Linked DNA regions of Rattus norvegicus: region 1 is linked to region 2. The links are chromatin contacts, called in public Hi-C maps. All regions are on one chromosome and are shown on one strand. The core of a region is the stretch at or near the end of the contact, and the rest is flanking DNA. Distances in the headings are between cores, read along the strand shown.

The links. Hi-C and Micro-C count contacts between places; a contact is called where the count stands out from the background.
Region 1: a contact with region 2 is called in a Hi-C map of Schwann cells, with 4 times the contacts expected there. The contact joins two enhancer-like sites. A contact is called at or near these places in 3 of 12 Hi-C or Micro-C datasets (the Rat2 cell line, Schwann cells and frontal cortex).

Annotation. Positions count from the first base shown.
Region 1 is chr9:99,894,720-99,897,681 of GRCr8, forward strand. No RefSeq gene overlaps it. Among named protein-coding and RNA genes, the nearest start is that of Twist2, 74 kb to the left of the region's middle. Within about 2 kb of position 1,357, at least 7 of the 93 cell types and tissues checked have an H3K27ac peak or open chromatin away from gene starts, as enhancers often do.
Region 2 is chr9:99,773,275-99,776,195 of GRCr8, forward strand. No RefSeq gene overlaps it. Among named protein-coding and RNA genes, the nearest start is that of Twist2, 48 kb to the right of the region's middle. Within about 2 kb of position 1,612, at least 3 of the 93 cell types and tissues checked have an H3K27ac peak or open chromatin away from gene starts, as enhancers often do.

The sequences.
Region 1 (2,962 bases), core at 107-2,606, 120 kb after region 2:
AAGTCCCCATCTGGCACCCTACTCCAAGATCTCATCTACACAGTCCCTAAGACAAGACCATTTGACCTCCCAGCTTCTTCTCAAAACATCTTGGCAGCTCCCTGGCTGGAAACCCAGTGGCACTAAATAGAAATTTATGTGACAGGCCTCAGGGGGAAAGCCCAGAGGGGTTTGTTTAAAAGTAAATTCATCAAGTGAAGCTGAGTCAGAGTCTGACCTACAACCCCTGCTGACCCTCCCCAGTGAGGGGGAGAGCATCCAGCTACATCAACAAGCCACACCGGGGGATACCATTGTAGACTCGTTTCCCTTTGCCACCAAGAGATTAGCTCTGAGGTGACTGTAGCTACCCATACCTCAGGTTCCTCTGTCATTGCCTGGAGCATCTCCAGTCCTCACTGTCTGCATTCCTGCGGTCCTCACTGAGCTGCCCCACCTTTCCCTCCCAAGTGTTCTCTTACCCCAGGCACCTGCCTGCCCAGGTAAACCAGGGTCTGATCAGCCCAAGGAACAGAGACCATCTTTCTTACTCTGGTTGTCAAGGGCAAATGCATGTGTGGTCACACAGACAGGTAGAGCCTGTCTTGTGCTGAAGGCGACACAATGCTGTCCCATGGCCCCGAGTCCATTTTTGTTACTAGTAGACATGAACTTCTAGAAGGGATGATTTGCACCTCTGCGTCCCAGGCTTCCAGAAGGAGGAGCATCGGAACAGTTCTGGGAGATGCCAAGGAGAGACCCAGGGGTGCTCCACACCCAGGAAGCTGGCCCCATTACTCCTCACTTCCTGCCCCTTTGTTCATGGGTTTCTCTTACTTCTTTGCTCTGGCCACATGAATTTCATGCTTCCTTTCAATACCCCATACAAATCTCTGTTGATGTTCCTGAGAAGAACGCTGCCCAGTCATGCCAGGACCAGCACTGATAAACCACCAGCATGGGGCACCAAGGAACCCACAGACAGCTGGCTGCTCTCTCTTGGAGCACTAGAAGGATACAGTGCATTGGGGTGTTACTGGCAGGGAAGAGATGGGAGGGCAAGTCTCAGATCTCAGGTGTGGACCTAGGTAGGATTTTCCCGTTCTGCAATTCTAGGGCTTTAGGGGCCAATGTTCAGGTCATAGTGTCTCCAAGAACATCTGTCTGCTTGGTCCAAGCCCTCTGCCACAGCCTGGAGTCCTTGCTCCAGTTTTCTTAGTGAGCTCAAAGCCACCCTTTAATGATGCATGAAGCAGCAGGTCAGACTAACCCACTCCCACCTACTGCCCACTTTGTCTCCTCCTCCCCTTCTTGTCACCTGCTCAGATGCAGCCCGAGACCTTGGGCTATGTGGCCACGATGAATTCTCCTCTGCCATCTGGTGGCTAAAGTTTGCAACTGCTGCCATGCTGTGACTGACGTGGAGCTGACCACTTGGTCAGCCTAGAGACCTGTGATCCCTTCTAAATCATGGATGGTGAGAAAAGCTGTTAGCTGTGAGGTCCTGTGTCCTTGACCCTGACTGAGTTCAGCAAGGAAGCATGAGAACCCACCTGAGAAGATCCTCAAGCCCTACCAGCGAGGAGATTAGATACAGAATCCACAGGGTTCCTAGCCATAGTCACCCCCAAAAGCATCATAGGTACTGTAGTCTTTCAGGATGAAGGGCTCTCCCACAGGCCTGCCTTGCCTGCAGCAACTCTCACTGCTGTGTGTACCTGTGGGCACACACAAGGGTCATAGCGGCGCAATGCCAGCTTCCTTGCCCCTTCCATGCTCTCAGCCCAATGACAACCTTCTGTGGACCACGGTATGGAAGTACAATGAGGTCCCAGTTCACACATGAACCCTCCACAACAGCCCTTCATTACGGGTTCCAGGTGGCCACACACTACACTGTCTCCATAGTGATGTCTGAGAGCGAGACAGGAGAAGCCTTCCCAAGACCCCATACCACACCCTTTCCTGTGTCCCAGGACTGGGTTGAGGAAGTGGCCAGGGTACATCCCTGGGCTCACTGCCTGGAACCCCGCCCCAAGTAGCTAAACGTAGCTATCCCAGAACTCAAGCGCCGTGCAGAGGAACACTAGCCCCACGGCAAGCTCATCCTTCCAACTCCCGAGGCAAGGGCATAAGCGCTTGACCCTTTCCCTCATGGGCGGTACAGAAGCCTTGGGCCTGAATCCACCAACACCACAAGCACGCGCTCAGGATTTCCTTCATTATGTTGTTCTTGGCGTGGGTTCATGGTGCATAGTGTGGGTATTGTGTGGACAGTTTCTTTCCTGTGCATCAGTGTGCTTTGCCCTTACTGGCTTCGTCATCCTCCTTTCAGTCCTCCTCCCCTTTCTTCCTCACTGACTCCTCCCTTCCTCCAGTCTCCATCCTCTTTGTGTGTGTGTGTGTGTGTGTGTGTGTGTGTGTGTGTGTGTGTGTGGTGCAGTTTTACACATGCACACACACACAGGCCATATAAATATATATGGTTAACATGTCCATAATGAATTCTAAAACACACACACACACACACACACACACACACACACACACAGGATATGATATTTGTCCTTTTGCATCTGGCTTATTTTACTCAACATGCTCTCTAGTTGCATCCTTATTTTTCTAATAAGTGCCATCATTCTGTTCCTCTTCATGGCCAAGTAAAGCTCCACGTGTGTATGGACCACATTTTCTTTATCCATCCATCTACTGACAGACACTCAAGCTGATTCCCTAGCTCAGCTATTGTGACTAGTGTCGCAAAAGGTACAAATGTGGAGGTGTCGCTGTGATGTGCCTACAATGGATTCCTCCAGGGCTCTACCAGGAGGTGGGTTTTCTGTTTGCTTTAAGGAATTCTCACACTAATTTCCTCAGAGGCTGGGCTCAATTATATTCTCACCAATGGTGGCTAAGGGCTTCCTTTTGGCCACTGTCCCCACCAGTAGAGAGGGACTACTACTGCCATGTGTGGAAGCATTCA
Region 2 (2,921 bases), core at 362-2,861:
AGCTTCAGGCTGTAACTGGTATCTTCCATACTGGTTTGCACATGGGTCTGTCTCCCATAGACTCATTTATCACAATCAGGGTAGCTTTTGAGTCTTTTCTTGCAGTAACCGAGGCTTAGTAACTCTGTCTCCCCTACTTGAGGCTTTCGGTGAGTGTTTGCCTAGTGAGGAATTCACAGTCAGGTGTCTATAAATGTGTATCATAAGTTGGGGCTGAAATGTGAACACAACAAACTCGTCTTCGAGCCCAGTGGTGTCAGGTCTTTATTCCCAGCCCTGTTTGATGGTTGGCAGCACTGGGCATAGTTGATCACAGGCAAAGGGATCATGTACCTTTGGGAAAGGTAACATCACTAGTGTATGGGATGTTTATGGGAAAAGGAAGGAGAGAGATTGTCAAAATGAACATGTAAGAAGCTCTTGGGAATCCATTAGAGAGGATTCCAGCACATGCTGGGTGGAAGGACACCAACGCTAGCAGAAACTCTGTTCCTCATTGTTACCAGGGGCATGACATCTTTAGGGGTCTGGCAAGCAGCAGATACCAGAATGCCAGCAGGTGACAGCCTTGAAGGAAGAAATAAGGCATGGAGGGTATTCCCAACCACAAGAGCTGGCTGTGTCATCAAGTGAAGACACTGTATCAGGACACAGGACACAACCCCTCAGTGTCCACCAAGGTAGAGGAGTCCCACGTTTGAGCAAGAAGCACACCAATATTTATTCCTTTCCATGGTAATTTTGCAGTTTTCAAGTTACCCAGCCTTTCAGAAGACCAGAAGTTCACACTGAGGTGACATCAAGCCCCAGAAGTGAGTGAGCCAAACCTGCTTCTACGTCTAAAAATGCCACAGCTCTGAGCCTACCTTTGAGAGGCAGGACCTTAAGCCTGCCGATGGCCCTACTTAAATCTCTCTTCTAGCATAGTCAATCACCTGACTTGAAAACGTCCCATATTTCATTGTTCAGTGAAGTCTGTTGGGCAATCACAAATATTCCAGTTTCGAATGGTCTCGGTTCTCTAGCTGCGCCCCCACATGAGTGCTCAACCCTTGAAGAGAACGTGGGTGCTCCCCCAGCCCCTGGAGCCTCCAGGGACAGACCCTGCCTAACTTCTGGAAGGAACAAAGCCCCCTCCTTGAAGGAGGTGCTCAGCGTCGTGCTGGAAGATTCCGGCGAGCATCGCCCCCTTGTGGTCTTGCCGCAGATAAAAGACTTCAAAGGCAAGTGGAGAAATGTGTTCTCTATTAGGAAAAGGCTCTGCAGCTCTCTTCTTTCCACATGTGTAAGCTCACGCAGGGGCAAGCCAGAGAGATGCCACGGCGCAGAGGATGCAGTGCTCGCTTTCCTCCGCAGTAAGGAAATAACACTAGCCACTGACCTTAGTTTAAAAAGGATGGAATTCTAAAGTTTCAGGGTGTCTAAACTTGGAGGAAAAAGTGTCTGAAATGGTCTTATTCAAGAGTAAGGAAGACTGGACTCCAGAGAAATAGAGTGGCTGGCCCAAGATCACACAGCCAACAGTTGGTGGTTTTGGAAGTAGCCTTGCTTATATATGCAACACCTGACCCCAGCTAGTCTCACTAACCTCCCCTTCTCTCAGACACTCTAGGTCACCTTTCCTTGGCTAATAGTAGGGGCTACTTTAAAGCTCAGGAGCAGGTTGCAAATGCAGGTTTTCTTGTGTTTGTATTATTATGTTTAGCATGAGGTTAAAATGCTATTTCTATTCTATTGTGATAGAATCTATTACACACACACACACACACACACACACACATACACACACACACACAATGGTATTTCCCATGCTAGCCATTTTTAGGTACACAGTTCAATGCACTGACCACACTCACTCAGATTCATGATTTCCGAGGAGTCATTACTTCTCAGAAATCTTCCCGAGCTGAGCTATCTCCACTCGACGCTAACTGCTGGTCTCCTGCCCAGCTCCGGAAACCTGCCATTCTGCTTTGATCCTAGAAAGTACTTTCAGGACATTACACACATGTTGCCACATGGTATTTATTTACGTCCTCATATTCTGATCTCTTGAGACACTCTCTTAAGCGTTTGTGCTCACTATAAAGTCCAGGCTGACCCCAACCTTGCAGAAATTCCCCTGCCTCAGCATCCAGAGCTCCAGGATTATTGGCACACACACCACCATACCCTGTGATATTCATCGGTATTTATCATTTGTATGTCCCTTATCTCATGGAGTACAGTGTCTTCTCCATATTGCAACCTGCACTGGAATTTCTCCCTCCTTTAGGCACACAAATTCCATTATCCTGTAGACAGACTCCTTCTATTAATTGGGCCCCAGTTTGGTCACTGGGCTGCTTCTGCAGCATCAAGCACTGTGCTGCTGGAGGACCGAGCACCTGCTCAGCGGGGTTCAGTGGCTAGAAAGTTCCACCACTCTTGCCTAAAATGGGTCTGTGTCCTTTTGGGGCAGGGTGTTCCACAGGCCTGGGCTTCTCGAGGCATTCCATGGCTATGCTCTGGGCTTACAGATATTTGGGGGTAACCTAGAACCTTTATGTCCATCCTGGACTCTTTTGACGAGGCCATGGCTGGGGCTAATCCCCAGTCAGACGATAGTTGCAATCTAGATTCGAACGCAGAAGGATCAGGAAGCTGGAGGTCCCTGTCTTTAGGGTAGATCTTAAAATGCAGAAAACAGGCCGGTTTGTGGAGGAAATGACTCTTAAACTAGCAGATGTCAGAGGGAATTTGTGGGTCTGGTGTGGTTAAGGCTGAGGCTGGGAAGCCCAGTGTGACCACAAAACACTGCATGTTCTATGTTACTCCCTGCCTTTCCCCTTTGTTGAATTTTCAGGAAAATTACAAAATGCACTCTCTGCAACTGCTAGGTTTGGGCTGAACTTCCCACTCCACTTTCCAAGGGAGGCCCA